Linked DNA regions of Sus scrofa: region 1 is linked to region 2. Evidence: chromatin contacts called from public Hi-C data. All regions are on one chromosome and are shown on one strand. The core of a region is the stretch at or near the end of the contact, and the rest is flanking DNA. Distances in the headings are between cores, read along the strand shown. Region 1 holds the start of FZD5 (frizzled-5). Region 2 holds the start of KLF7 (Kruppel like factor 7).

Evidence for each region. Hi-C and Micro-C count contacts between places; a contact is called where the count stands out from the background.
Region 1: a Hi-C map of liver shows a contact between it and region 2, with 5 times the contacts expected there. The contact joins the promoter of FZD5 here to the promoter of KLF7 in region 2. A contact is called at or near these places in 1 of 47 Hi-C or Micro-C datasets (liver) and 1 of 2 datasets of contacts at active chromatin or transcription factors (skeletal muscle).

What each region holds. Positions count from the first base shown.
Region 1 is chr15:110,917,355-110,925,108 of Sscrofa11.1, reverse strand. It overlaps FZD5 (frizzled-5), which reads left to right and starts at 4,247. Exons shown (of 2, transcript XR_002339431.1): 1 at 4,247-4,383. LOC110257173 (a long non-coding RNA gene) reads right to left here and starts at 3,638. Exons shown (of 3, transcript XR_002339433.1): 1 at 3,260-3,638.
Region 2 is chr15:110,375,976-110,383,321 of Sscrofa11.1, reverse strand. It overlaps KLF7 (Kruppel like factor 7), which reads left to right and starts at 4,220. Exons shown (of 4, transcript NM_001097487.1): 1 at 4,220-4,515. The coding sequence starts at 4,414.

The DNA.
Region 1 (7,754 bases), core at 2,998-5,497, 540 kb before region 2:
CACTAATTATTAGAGAAATGTCAACCAAAACTACAATGAGGTACCACTTCACACCAGTCAGAATGGCCATGATTAGTAAATCTACAAATAATAAATGCTGGAGAGGGTGTGGAGAAAAGGGAATCCTCCTAAGCTGCTGGTGGGAATGTAAAGTGGTACAACCACTATGGAAAACAGTATAGAGGTACCTCAAAAACCTAAACATAGAACTACCATATGATCCAGCAATCCCACTTCTGGGCATATATCTGGACAAATCTTTCATTGAAAAAATACAGAAGTTCCCGTCGTGGCTCAGTGGTTAATGAATCCGACTAGGAACCATGAGGTTGTGGTTTCGATCCCTGGGCTTGATCTGGCGTTGCTGTGAGCTGTGGTGTAGGTCACAGCCATGGCTCAGATCCTGTGTTGCTGTGGCTCTGGTGTAGGCCTGTGGCTACAGCTCCAATTAGACCCCTAGCCTGGGAACCTCCATATGCTGCAGGAGCAGCCCAAGAAAGGGCAAAAAGAAGAAAGAAAGAAAGAAAGAAAGAAAGAAAGAAAGAAAGAAAGAAAGAAAGAAAGAAAGAAAGAAAGAAAGAGAGAAAGAAAGAGAGAAAGCAAGCAAGCAAGCAAGAAAGGAAGAAAGCAAGAAAGCAAGAAAGCAAGAAAAGAAGGAAGGAAGGAAGGAAAGAAAGAAGGAAGGAAAGAAAGAAAGAAAGAAGGAAAGAAGGAAAGAAGGAAGGAAGGAAGGCAGGAAAGAAAGAAAGAAAGAAAGAAAAAGATACATGCACCCCTGTGTTCACTGCAGCACTATTCACAATAGCCAGGACATGGACCTGAAAAAACCTAAATGTCTGTCGACAGATAAATGGATTAAGATGTGGTGTATCTGCACAATGGAATATGACTCAGCCATAAAAAAGAACAAAATAATGCCATTTGCAGCAACGTGTATGGAACTAGAGACTCTCAGACTAAGTGAAGTTAAGTCAGAAAGAGAAAGACAAATACCATACGATATTACTTATATCTGGAATCTAATATATGGCACAAATGAACCTATCTCCAGAAAAGAAACAAACTCTTAGCCATGGAGAACTGACTTGTGGTTCCCAAGGGGGAGGAGGAGGGAGTGGGATGGACTGTAATTTGGGGTTAGTAGATGCAAACTATTGCATTTGGAGTGGGTAAGCAAGGAAGTCCTGCTGTATAGCACAGATAACTATAATCACTTGTGATGGAATGTGATGGAGGATAATGTGAGAAAAAGAACGTATGTATACGTATAACTGAGTCACTTTGCCGTACAGCAGAAATTGACAGCATTGTAAATCAACTATAATAAAAAAAAATTTTTTAATGTGTCTTTAAAAATAATTCAGTGTTTTCCAGTTTGTTAAACAATAAGTATGACTCAGGAGAAAATTTTGATTTCCATCCTTTCCATGGACTAAATGTGTAACTTCAAGCAAGTCATTATGGTGCCAGTTCCATCTGATTGTTGTGAGGAGTAAATGAGCTAACTCAAATGAATTATTTAGCACCCCGCCTAATACATGTTCAACAGCATATTTTAAACTGCCTTTAAAGTGAAGTAATAGATGTAAAAAAGCAAAAGTCCAAGTGATACAAAAAGCTATACAATGCAAAATAAATTTCTTTTGGCAACATCTTCCCTCTGTTATTACTCCTATTATTAGAGATGTCCAAGCAAAAATAACACTTCCCTGTTGATTATAAAGAGAGAGGTTTTTCAGACGAGGAGATAACATCCTTTGAGTCAGAACCAAGTGAAATAACACAAGTATTCTGGCTAAATGCCAGCATGAGTGATTAACATTCTCCAACTTCAAATAATTTTTATTATTAGCCAACACTTGTCCATCCCCAATAATACACACGTTGCATAAAGACCACAGAATGAGGCAGCCTCTCTTGGCATGTTCACAATCTGTGCATACTTTCCACTGAGGGTTTCCCTTTCTTTTTGATTGCTATTCCATAGCTTTTCAACTCCCACTACTTTCAACTCTGGGTTGTTTGCTGACACTAAGTGCCAAGTAGTTCCAAAAAACAAACAAACAAACAAAAATATGGGAGCACCTGTAGAATTTCAGGAAATGAAAGAGGTAAGGTACATTCTAAACATGTTTATTAAGAGTTTTGTTGTTTGTGAAGCAACTGATATTTCTTTCTTTTAACTCTGAGGCTGGGATTGATACACATATTCTGCATTATTTTTCACAAAGCAGGAGAGAGGGGACCATTCTGAAACAGTCTCTCAGTCTGTGTAGATGGGACCAGGACACAAGAACGACAATCGGCGCGGTCTATCTCAACCCTTTTTTAGTCCAGTCCTGAGTCCTTCAAGAACTCAGGCCCTCTGGCCTTTTTTCCGCCTTCTTCCCAGTCGAAGGAAGGGGTGGGGGAGCGGGAAACAATTCAAACTCTCTTTGTAAGCGTGTGAATGAATTTCAAGAATGCTAAACACCTCAGTCTTCCAACCTAATTAGAACATGTAGAAAAGAGGCATTTTTAGGACATTAAAAACTTGCAGCATAATAACCCATCTGAAGAGCGCCACTGTGCGTCCCAGCGGTCGGGGCGCCCAGCAGGTCTTCCCGCGGGCTCTGGCTGTTCTGTGAGCCCCGGATCCCCGGCGGCGCGCTAGTGCGTGGCTAAGCAGCGGGCAGCCCCGGGGGGGCCGGCGCCTAGCCCATCACAGAGCCTGGAGCCAGTGTTGCTTCTCTCTGCGGGCGACTTGGGAACTGCCTGGACTTTTTAACCCGATAAACTGATAAAGGACTAACCTGTCTCGAGTCTTCCTAAGAGAAAGAAAATCACTTTCCTGTCGCAACAGTAAGATTTTGTTACGAAATGCAAAAGTAAAGGTTAAAGCCTGGGAGCTAACCAGTAGCATAATGGCGGGGGTGGGGTGGGGGGAGAGTGGTGGCTGTTAAAACTGTGGATGCAGCAGCCCAAATATCTCGGTTCAAATCCCAGGTTTGCCATTTGAGCGCCTACTCTATGCCAGGCGCTCAGAATACCGAGCTTCCCAAGATTGTCTAGGTTGTGGCTTTCCTGGGGGTTGCTATTATTAGCTTGGTTGCCTTGGTCAAGTTTCTAAACCTCTTGTTTGTTCACCTGTAAGGAGTGCCTGCCTCATAGAATTGTTGTAAGGATCTGAGACACCCTGTATTAAGATATGAACGATTAACACGCTGTCCGACACACAATAGGGGCTCAGGAAGCGTTTGTTCTCTCAACTTAAGCTCACCTGGTATGAGGACAACGCAGAGAGGAGACAGGTGCCACAGTTAAAAGTGATTCTTTGAGCAGTTCTTTTAAACAAGCGCTGGACTCTAAGGATGCTTAGCTGGAGAGAGGAGACCTGGTAGGGGCCCTGGAAGCAAGGGTTCGTAAGCTAGACCATTACAGAAAAGTGGACAAGGCACGGGTGGGCGCCACTAGAGAACTCGGGAGGGACTTCGAGCTAGGGTTTCCCGCCCCGGGTCTCAAGAAGGCGAAATTAGCATTTGCCCCGCCCCCACTGCTTCCCGGCCCGCGATTGGCCCGCACTCCTCAGCGGCCCGCTCGGGGAGGGGGCAGGAGGGCGCCCGAAGAGAGGCCGATCCCGCGGGGCAGTGGGCGGGGACGCGCGGAGAGCGTGGCGGGGCGGCCCACCAACCGAGCTCCAGCTCAAAGGGGCGGGGTCGGGGCGGAGCCTCCTGGCGGGCATTAGAAGCAGGTGACCCGGGCGGGGCGCAAGAGGCCAGTCCAGCCTGCGGCCGCAAGTGCACTACAGCCGTCGTCGCCGCCGCGCGCCGTTGAGTACCCGCCAGAGGTGGGCGAAAGGGTGCTAGAGCGCGGAGGAGGAGCCGAGTCCCGCACGTCCCGGGAGCGCCGCCACCGCCCCCAGGAATCAGCTGGAGCGCGGAGCCCCCTGCAGGGGAGGAGGCGAGCGGCGGGCGGGACGCGGCGGCGGGCGCGCACCATGCAGTCCTGGCGGAGCCAACACCAGCTGCTGGCGGTACTGTGAGGCCGCGGAAGCCCCCGGTCGCCGCACACCGCCTTCCTTTTGCCCAGGTGCTGCCAGGCGCGCTCGCCCTTGGTGGACCCTGGTGGAAGGCACGGCCGACCCCAGCCCTGTCCCGCTCGGATCATGCAGGGGGCCCCGGAGAAGGAGAGGGCGAGTGACCGGTCTGTGGCGACCTCGTTCAGCGGGCGACCGCCTCTCTAAGACACCCCCACCTGCTGCCATGTGCTGCCTCGGGTACCCAGCTTATCGCCAAACTTTCTCGATGCCAGCTCGGTTCAAAGTCGCGTTTCTGAGCTAAGAGCCCCAGGGACGGAGGATTCAGGCTGGCGACTGACTATCTGCTTCTCACGGGATCCTTCGAGGTGAGAGTACGCGCCTTCTCCTCCTCCCAGTTGTTTTCCCTGCCCTTCTGCCCTTTTCCAGAGGGCTGAGCGCTCTGACCTCGGGGTACAGCGTGGAAGGCCGGGCGGAAAGGGAGGCGGGATGAGAGGCGGGGAGTCTGTAGTTTGGTTTCTGGAGGTGGAGGGAAGGGAAGGGAAAGAGGTTAACTTAGAGATCTGGAGACTGCTCGCGAGGACTAAGCCATTGACGCCCCTCTCCTTGGCAGTGGCAGCAATCTTTCTTCTCCCCCACCTTCTTTTTTAAAGAGTACTTTCCCTGGAATCGGAGCCTTAACTGTCCCTCCTCAGCCCTATCCAGCGAAGAGCTGAGCTCTCCCTGCGGAGGCAGCGCCCTCCCGGAACAGTTTATCTTTGGACGGATTTCTTTAAAAGAAAGAGAAACCAACAGGTTGCCAGCCCCGGCGCCACACAAGTCTGCAGAGAGGGAAGCACGGTCCTGGTTTCCCCTGCCTGAGCTGGCCCCGCTTGGGCTGCGGGAGGAGAGGGGAGGGAGGGGGCTATGGCTCGGCCTGACCCGTCCGCGCCGCCTTCGCTGCTGCTGCTGCTCTTGGCGCAGCTGGCGGGCCGGGCGACGGCCGCTTCCAAGGCGCCGGTGTGCCAGGAAATCACAGTGCCTATGTGCCGCGGCATCGGCTACAACCTGACGCACATGCCCAACCAGTTCAACCACGACACGCAGGACGAGGCGGGCCTCGAGGTGCACCAGTTCTGGCCGTTGGTGGAGATCCACTGCTCGCCGGACCTGCGCTTCTTCCTGTGCTCCATGTACACGCCCATCTGCCTGCCCGACTACCACAAGCCGCTGCCGCCGTGCCGCTCGGTGTGCGAGCGCGCCAAGGCCGGCTGCTCGCCGCTCATGCGCCAGTACGGCTTTGCCTGGCCGGAACGCATGAGCTGCGACCGCCTCCCGGTGCTGGGCCGCGACGCCGAGGTCCTGTGCATGGATTACAACCGCAGCGAGGCCACCACGGCGCCCCCCAGGCCCTTCCCGGCCAAGCCCACCCTCTCAGGCCCTCCGGGGGCGCCGGCCTCAGGGAGCGACTGCGTCGCCGGGGGCCCGTCGGTGTGCAAGTGCCGCGAGCCCTTCGTGCCCATTCTGAAGGAGTCGCACCCCCTTTACAACAAAGTGCGGACGGGCCAGGTACCCAACTGCGCGGTACCCTGCTACCAGCCGTCCTTTAGCCCGGACGAGCGCACGTTCGCCACCTTCTGGATCGGCCTGTGGTCTGTGCTGTGCTTCATCTCCACTTCCACCACGGTGGCCACCTTCTTAATAGACATGGAACGCTTCCGCTACCCTGAGCGCCCCATCATCTTTCTGTCAGCCTGCTACCTGTGCGTGTCGCTGGGCTTCCTGGTGCGCCTAGTCGTGGGCCATGCCAGCGTCGCCTGCAGCCGTGAGCACAGCCACATCCACTACGAGACAACGGGCCCTGCGCTGTGCACTGTCGTCTTCCTGCTAGTCTACTTCTTCGGCATGGCCAGCTCCATCTGGTGGGTCATCCTGTCGCTCACCTGGTTCTTGGCAGCTGGCATGAAGTGGGGCAATGAGGCCATCGCGGGCTATGCACAGTACTTCCACCTGGCTGCTTGGCTCATCCCCAGTGTCAAGTCCATCACTGCGCTGGCCCTGAGCTCGGTGGATGGGGACCCGGTGGCCGGTATCTGCTACGTGGGGAACCAGAACCTGAACTCGCTGCGTGGCTTCGTGCTGGGCCCGCTGGTGCTCTACCTGCTGGTGGGCACGCTCTTCCTCCTGGCAGGCTTCGTGTCGCTCTTCCGCATCCGCAGCGTCATCAAGCAGGGCGGCACCAAGACGGACAAGCTGGAAAAGCTCATGATCCGCATCGGCATCTTCACGCTGCTCTACACGGTGCCTGCCAGCATCGTGGTGGCCTGCTACCTGTACGAACAGCACTATCGCGAGAGTTGGGAGGCTGCGCTCACCTGCGCGTGCCCAGGCCCCGACGCCGGGCAGCCACGTGCCAAGCCTGAGTACTGGGTGCTCATGCTCAAATACTTCATGTGCCTGGTGGTGGGCATCACGTCAGGCGTCTGGATTTGGTCTGGCAAGACTGTGGAGTCGTGGCGGCGCTTCACCAGCCGCTGCTGCTGCCGCCCGCGGCGGGGCCACAAGAGCGGCGGGGCCACGGCCACCGGGGACTACGCCGAGGCCAGCGCAGCGCTCACAGGCAGGACCGGGCCACCCGGCCCTGCCGCCGCCACCTATCACAAGCAGGTGTCCCTGTCTCACGTGTAGGAGGAGGCTGAGGGACCGGGACCGAGATCGAGGCCGGCCGGGAGCCGAGGGAGGGAGGTTGTTTTGTTTGGTAGCTTTGCCAAGGTCACTTCCATTTACCTTCCTGGTGCTGATGCCCCCTCCTGGGGCAACCTGGAGAGAGGGGAAAGGGGCTGTTTCAAGGGGAGTACCTGTCCCAGGGCTTCTCCAAGGGGCTCAGCTCACCTGCCTTTTCAAGGGGAACCCTATTTTTAATTTATATGTAGTTTTCTTAATTTTTAACTTTGTTGCATTTTGGCAACAAAATTTCCCTTTGCTTTGGGGGCTTTACAATCCTAAGGTTGGCATTATAATGAAGTTCCACTTGGTTCAGGTTTCTTTGAACTGTGTGGTCTAAATTGGGAAAATATATTTCCTATACTTGTGTCTTTACAAATAATGTGAACAGTGAAAGTTTGGGTTGCTGTGACTGGGAAGTTGACCCCTGTGCTTTTTACAGCTTGTTTCTCCTTCCACTACTTAAAGTGTCCAAGATGCTTTAAGGTGAGCTGCTTGTCCCAGTATTTAGTTCCTAAGTTAAGGGAAACCCCAGGTCATACCAAGGAAGGGGAGCAGAATGTGAATAGGACCTCTTGAAAGTGACAAGGTTGGGGAGTGTTTAGAGATTTGGTGTCTCTCCTAGCTTTACCAAGCTTCAGTTTGTTTTCGGTAGTACTTGTAATCATTCTCATTCTTCACGGTGCCAGCTTTGCTTGAATAAGTTAGAGGTAGCATTATATAGTGTCCTCTAACGTTTGGAATAGTGAGAAAATAAGGGGTGCCGATTGGTCGAACTTGAATTCTAGACTGTTAAGATGGCAGCTTTGTGCCAGAGGAGTGGGTGGTTCTTAATAGACTTCAGCCATCCCACTTTTTCAAAAAAAAAAAAAAAGAAAGAAATGTGTTATAATTTTGGTGAAAGTAAACCTTCCGCTGGAAGTACTTAGTGCTGAAGGGGGCTCCTTTCTACATTTAAGGACTAAAATGGATATACCTCCTGTTAATTAAGTAAATTTCCAACACTTCTCTTATCTGCTCTACCCCCATCCCACCT
Region 2 (7,346 bases), core at 2,971-5,470:
CAAAAGGTGTAAGGTGAAAGAAAGTGAGGTTGGTAAAACTGGCACAGGAGGATCTATAGAATTAAATAAACGAATGGAGGCAAAATCAGCTGGGATGATGACTGTGTTGATGCTTCAGAAGAGAATAGTTTGAATATCAGAGAATTAATTGAGAGCCTTGGGAAAACTAAAGAAGCCCTCAAATATTTTTACAAAGATAACCATCTTTTTTTGATTATTCTCTAAAAGTCAAATATGAAATAAAGCATGTTGTAAGGTGCTTCACATTGTGGAGAAAAAATTAAGCCCACAAAAATCATCTTGATTTATTATTTATTCACCCTATAATTAGCCCATAGTTGTACTTATAAATTTTATTCACTATAGGATAGAATAAAGGTATTTTAATAATGTTGAGTTTTATTTTCAAAAAAGTCCCTTTTTTCACTAATTGCGCTGAGATTTGGTCTTTGTTTTAAGTAGATTTACTTTAAGGAGGCATTTCCAGTACTAATCACACTAGGATAATAAGGACTTCCTATACTAATGACAAAGAACTTTTCTAGTAGTAATAGTCTGATGTCTTGATTGTTTCTTTTTACATGTTAAATTTTCACTATTTTGTTCACAAAATATCCTCATTTCTCACTTCTCGGAGGGTCACTTATTGACAGAACAATGGGCAAAGTATGTGCCTATTCTGAACTTTGGTATCTTCGTCTGCAAAAATGAGCAATAATAGCTCTATTGCAAGACTGTGGTGAAGATCAGATGTGAACATGTATAAAATGCCAGGTACAGAGAAAGTATTCAATCCGTGGTAGTTGTAACGGTGCTATTTATTTTTGGTTTGACTGCCAAAGTCCCCTGTGGTCTTAATTTGTTGATTATTTTGTATGTTTGGATTCTTTACATGTGCCTTGCAAGGTGAACCTGGGGTCTCTAGGCTATTAAAGGTAGCTAAATATGACTAATACTGAAAATGTGCCTTAAGGGGCGCCTTGTTACATAAATCTCTTTGATGAATTTTAATCTATAAAGCTTTGGAAAAAGCCATAATGAGGTTTTTAGGATTTACATGGTAAAATTTTAGTTCTTCAGTAAGTTGGTTAGCTGATATTTACATGGGAAAAACCCCAATGGAAGCCTTACTTCTTCACATCCAAGCAATTTTTATAAACAAATCTTGACTTAAAACCAAGAAAGCAAGTCTTCACCTTGCAGAGAGCCCTATGCAGAGCACAATTGTGGAAGTCAGATGCTCTAGGGTTTAAACCCCTGTTTGACTGCTTCCTGGTTGTGTGACTTTGACGAGCTTAATATTTCCAAGCCTGGGTATCTTCATCTGTAAAGCTGGGGACAATTTGTTGGGGTTGTCATGAGGACAAAATAAGACATTGCGTACAAAATGTTTATGTTATGTGCCCACACAGTTTGGCACATTGTGCTTAATAAATTATATCTATTATTTATGAGATTTTCAAATTCATAAGTTAACAGGTATATAAATATACTGTTCAAAATGTTAATAGTGTAACACAAAAACAAAAAAATAAGTTAACTTGAATCTCAAACATCAAATTATATTCTTTTGTCTTGCTTTGCTTTTGCCTCGAGTTTCCTACATTGAAGTTTCTTTCCTTCCGCTATTACTCACAAGCATGACTCCTGCCCCAGTACTTCTCAATGGCCTCCTCCCTGTCCTCACACACAATCAGAATAGCGTGTCGAGGGGGAGAAGGGGAAACTATTCCAAATTGGCAAGACATTTCTATCTCCTTCTTCTAAGACTGGTACATCACCCCCATGGGTTTGATTAGTTTAGATATTAATTTACTTAAAGCCAGGAGATTGTGGTGGCTAACATTTAGAACTTAGCTAATAGTACCAAATACTATGCTAGGTGAGTTACAAACATTATTTTATAACATTTTGATTGTTCATAATAACCAGGCAAGGCAGATACCACTATTCCTGTTTCTGAGATGCACAGCCCAGAGGGTTTGAGCCAGTAATTTTCTTAAAGTCTCATGGCTAGGAAGTGGCAGTAGGGATGACCATAAGGAGCAAGTTAACACATTCATTGGGATGTGATGGCTCTAAGTGCTTTTCTACCTCTGGGAAAGGCCCAGGCAGTCTTCTCATATACTGGCAGTTATATGTGTGCTATCGTAATACCACCTTATTCATGTAGGACTTTTAACCTTTTTATACCATTTATCCCCTGGCACCATGAATATGTATGTATAATACTAAATGCACCAAGATCTGTGTAGTCCATGCACATACATTTACAGTAAATTCACAATTATACAGGTAGATCTGACCAACAGAATCCCAGACATCAGAAAGTAAATAAACTAGATTGTCCTCAACTCAATAATTCCTGTTTAATTTCCCCTGACAAATACTGAATTTCAAATGGTGTTTGTTCTATAAAACAGAATCTTTCAAATATTGAGATATGGAGTTCCACATAGTAAGAAGGCGAGACAGCTGAGAAGGGTGATTAAGGTGGATATGTTTCTTCCACTGCAGGGTGAATTAAGTTTCTCATCTCTGAAGAAATACCAAATTCTGCAATCATTCCAGAAGTGGAAGTTCAGCTCTCAGTGCATTTTGGGGAAGCTTGAACGACTAACCACTTAAGGTCAAGCAAACAACTGTTCAACCCCAACAACGTGCGTAGTGCAAGGGTTTCACCTAAGAGACAACAGGGTCTCTATAGATAAAACTCTATATGATAGCTTCAGAAAGTAATTCGGTTCCTCTCCTCTCACCACCGCACTTTGGGCAGGTAGACATCCTCTCTCCAAGCCACATGGGGAGCCTTGCCTTTAACACCAGAGCAAGTTGCCAGCTCCAGCCTGCACCCCACGTCCACCCAGCTTCCCTCTATTGTCTTTAACACACTCCAGTAAAGTGTCCCCTTCCAGTCAGCGCTAACTGGGGGTCTGACCCCGGCTGCATTCCCCCTTCACGGGGTCAGAAGGCAGGACAGGCTGGGGGGCGGGGGGCGCACCGCGGCGCCAAGGGGCGTGGGGGGCGGGGACTGCGTGCGGGCGCGGGGCGGGCACAGGCTGCTCTCTGCGCTCCGCTCCCCTTTGTTCTGCTCCATTGTGAGCGGCACTTTCTCCTCTGGCGCTTCTTCTCTGCACCCTGGCAGCCTGTGGGGAATTCGTGAAGGGGCTTTTGGTGACTTTTTCTTTCCCGCCCCCCACGCCGGTTTATCTTTTAGGAAGTGAGGAAGTCCTTTGCGCTGCCCCTCCCTCGCGGTTCCCCGCCCCCGGGCCTAGGAGGTAGGTGGAGTGGGAAGTGGCCGGCCCTCCTCCCCACGCTGGCTTCTCAGTCCCCCGCCCCGCTCCTCCTCCAGGAGGCATCTTAACCCAGCGTTCTGGACTTTCACCTCCTGACCGGCCGCGTCCACGCCAGAACGGCAACATGCGACCCTTTCCCTTCTCAGGGGAACCGGCTCCGAACGCCCTGGCTCCGCTAGGCACCAAAGCGAGGGTCGGAGGCCGGCGTGCAGCCCGATCCCGGCCGCCTCGGCGTCCCCGGAGCCAGCGCAAGTGTCGCCGCGACCCTCCCCGTCCCTCGCGCTCGTGTTACCCGGCAGCCCGGCGGCAGCCTCAGCCCCCTTATATAGCCCTCTAAAAATAGCTCGCCTCGCACCGCCTTGTAAGGCAGCAGGGAGATCCGCAGCGCGCCAATCCAAGCCCGTCGCCAGGACCAAGCCCCGCCCCAGGCCTCGCTTCGTGCTCCCCATTGGTCTTCAGTGACTTCATGAGCCCCCTGTTTACCTTACATGGTCACACGCGGCCTAATGGACGCCCTCCTCCGAGATCCCACGGCTGCGCGGAGAGCCGGGCGGAGGGAGGGAGTTTGGGGAGGGGGAAGAGCAGGAGGAGGAGAAAAGGAGGGGGGGAAGACTACAAACTAGCAAGGATGGGGTGGGGGGTGGGGAGGAAGGAAAGGGGGGGAGAGAAGCGATCGCGAGAAAAAAAAAATGCAACCTCCCAAAATAAAGAGCAAAGATTGCATTAGGAGCGAACAGCGCTGCAGAAATAGATGGCAGCTTCGTGTCAGTGAGTTTGCATCCCCCTTCCTGATCCACGAGCTGGAGTGATTAGAGCCCTGGAAGGGAATTGTTACTCCCGTGGAGAAGTCCCCTTTTCCTGGCAGCCGTCTGCACTGTACACGCTGGATGCCTCTTTCCATCCGCCCCACTCAGTCTCTCCTTTCTCACCTCCTCTCTCCCTCTCTCCTGCATTGATTTTTTTTTTTTTTCCTTTTTAGTTGACTGAAACAAAACAAAACAAAAGGGCCACTGGATGTCTGCCTTCTTGGGGGGTGAGCCAGACAGACTGACAAACAAACAGACCCAACTGTGTTCGGGGGAGGGTTTCTCCTCCCGTTTTGCCCGGCAGCAGCAGCATGGACGTGTTGGCTAGTTATAGTATATTCCAGGAGCTACAACTTGTCCACGACACCGGCTACTTCTCAGCTTTGCCATCCCTGGAGGAGACCTGGCAGCAGGTGAATGATTTAAATTACTTGTGTAAATCGTGTGGCGGCGGCGGAGGCGCAGGGGCTGCGTTGGTGTGGGCTTGGGGTTGAATTTTGTGTTGTTGTTGTTTATTTTTTTCCCCCTTTTTGGCTGTTTGTTATTTAAAATGTTTTCGGAAACAGTCATCTGCTTACCTCTCCACCCACCCCCTAACCCCTTAGTGTGCCGAGCTGAGCAGCCGGTCTGAGCTGCCTGCGTTTCAGTCGCCAACACGCATCCTTGCGCACACGTTGTCGAGCTCAGTGTCCCCCAGCAGAGACCTCCCTAACTTCTGGGGTTCGGAGGAGAGGGTTGGGAAGGTGGTTTGGGTTACAAGTCGTCGGTGACAGGTACCGCTTCCCTATATGCAGGAGCTCTACCTACTTGAATCTTGAACCTTAAATCAGGTTCATCTCTTTCAACTGTGCTAACGACCGTCAGGTGGAGGGGAGGCGGTAGGAGCAAAGCGGAGTGTTTTCCCAGTAATTAGGGAGTATCTGTAAAGAATAGAAACTTGATTTTGAGATTAGAAGGTGGGCAGAAAGAAGAGGAGCCCAGTGATAAGAGATACTTGAGGATATTTCCGAGGAGGACTGGAAGATGTTATCTGTCTAATGCTGAACGTGCATTGTAGGTCTTTCCAGTGCAACGTCTTCAGAAAGAGAACACCTTCTCTATGTGTGTCCTTGCTTCTCTTTTTTTGGAGGGGTCCCTCTCCACTTGGCACAACCTCTGACAAAGGGTGATGTGTACTTCCATGCCTCTGACTTTGTCTTAGAGGACTAGTTAAGAAACTCCTAAGATGCTGAAGGGCACTGATGCCAAGTTGGCTGGGTGTCCCAGTAAGGGGGAAGTGGGGCTGGTGACAAGTTCCCTGGGCTTTGTGAAGTGGAATAAAGAAAGTGCTGGTCAGTGGAAAGTGCTAGATCTGCTGCGGAAATGGTGGTTTTCTCAGTAAGGATTAGGAGCTGCTGAGGGGACATTAAATGCAGGAAAGATGGTGGATGGGGGAGTGGAGGAACACGAGTAGTCTTTCAAAATTCTGCAGTGTGCATCATGGAAAGTCCAAGAAGACGGTTTGAATTTGCACATTGGAAGTGCGAACCTGCATGGTCCGCCTTGGAAAAACGTGCTTGCCCTTGAGGAGGGGCTGCAAGAAGCTTGGTGTGTGGCTGCTCGTGTAACTTCTCCGCTCCGTGACAGCAGCTTGTTAAGGCTAATGAACGGCTGAATTTCCTCTGCCAGTATCCAAAGCGGGATTTGCCAGCTTGAGCCTAGGATGTAACAGTAGCTGCTTTAGGGAGAGAGGTTTGGCTTTTGGTGTAAGGAGCCAATCCTCTCTCTGTACCATTGTTACTAGTTGCTATTCTCCCTTCTGATCTGAGGCTATGAGTTTCTCCAGGTACTGGCCTCCGGTGTCTCTGCGTCCACACATGCATTCCTGCCCAAGGATGCTGGCTGATGGATTTGACCATCTCCCTCTAAATGCACACACAGCTCAAGCGTTTTTAACATAAGGCATTTCTTCAGTGTATCCTTTCCCTCATCCTTAAGGAGACTATCTCACCAAGGGTCTCACTAGAGCTTTTTCGTTCTTTTATTTCACATGCTAATTAAACCAAAAGGTGGCCAGAATTTCATTTTCTGAAATAGTCTTCATTTCACACTGTCAGCCCACTGGTGTCGAATCCGTTTCCTATTAACAACTGTCTAGACAGGTTAGGGAAGAGAATCTGTTGATTTAGTCAGCCTGCCCAAGGCAGCCCTTGTTTGTGACCAACTGTTAAGCAGTGTTGGAGGGAAGAAAGTTGGCTTTATTTGTTACAACGTTCCCTCCTGATGAATCACCCAACTTTGTTTTGGTTCAAGTTTTCACAGTAGTAAAGCCTGCTTTGGGGAAGGCCTCTCCAGACAAAACCTGCTTTTCTAGATCTGGTTAGACCATCCATGAGAAAGTCTAGATCTGTAAAGAAGCATCACTCTTTTGCTAATTAGAGGATGTATTAGATCTATTGTTTCCTCAGAAGCCTTCTCTGCTTTTCTCTTCCTCCCCTCTTCATCTCACCCCCTTCAAGGAACCTTTAGCTTAGTTTCTGTCTGTAGGCAAAGGACTTTTCACTCTCCCTGCACTTCCCTCCTTCTTTCTTGCCTGAATCCTTTCCAACTGCCAGCTACCCTCACCTTAAAACCCTTTGCCAAGCTCTTTCAGAGGCAGGCCCCTGTTTCCTGCTGAAACAGAACTTGTGAGGACACAGCCCTAAATGAGATATCACTCCAAGGAACCTTCTTCTCTGGACTCTGTAGTCACAAATGCTTTCTGTAAAGGTGACTAGGGCTTTTAAGTTCATGTCGATGACATAACCTCCAACCTCTATCTCTTCCTTCCTCCCTCTCCCTGCCCCCTTCCCTCTTCTGAGTAAAGGAGAGGAGTGTGGTTATATGCAGTCGTTGGTTCCAAATCAGCCATCAGATGGTGAAATTTTAAGGCTACTCTGCTCAGATCGGCTCAAGAAGGTTGCTGCAAAGAACCCCAGGCAGGAGGAAGTTTCCTCATGCTCTGGGGTAATCAGATTTTAGAGGTCAAATGAGGAGCAATCATTGGATGTACTTCTGAAAGTGAACAGTGTACCTTGAGGAGATGAGCGAAATACAGAGATTCCAATAATCTGATTTGGTTCGTAAGAAAGAGTGGCTTGGATGATAAATCCAAGAACATCTGTGCATTTGAAAATTGAGGATGGACTATTTGAAGATTTTACTTTACACTTTCATCTGAGATAATTGTCTTGCTTAATAGTCAGCGAGCTTGTCATGGCCCTCC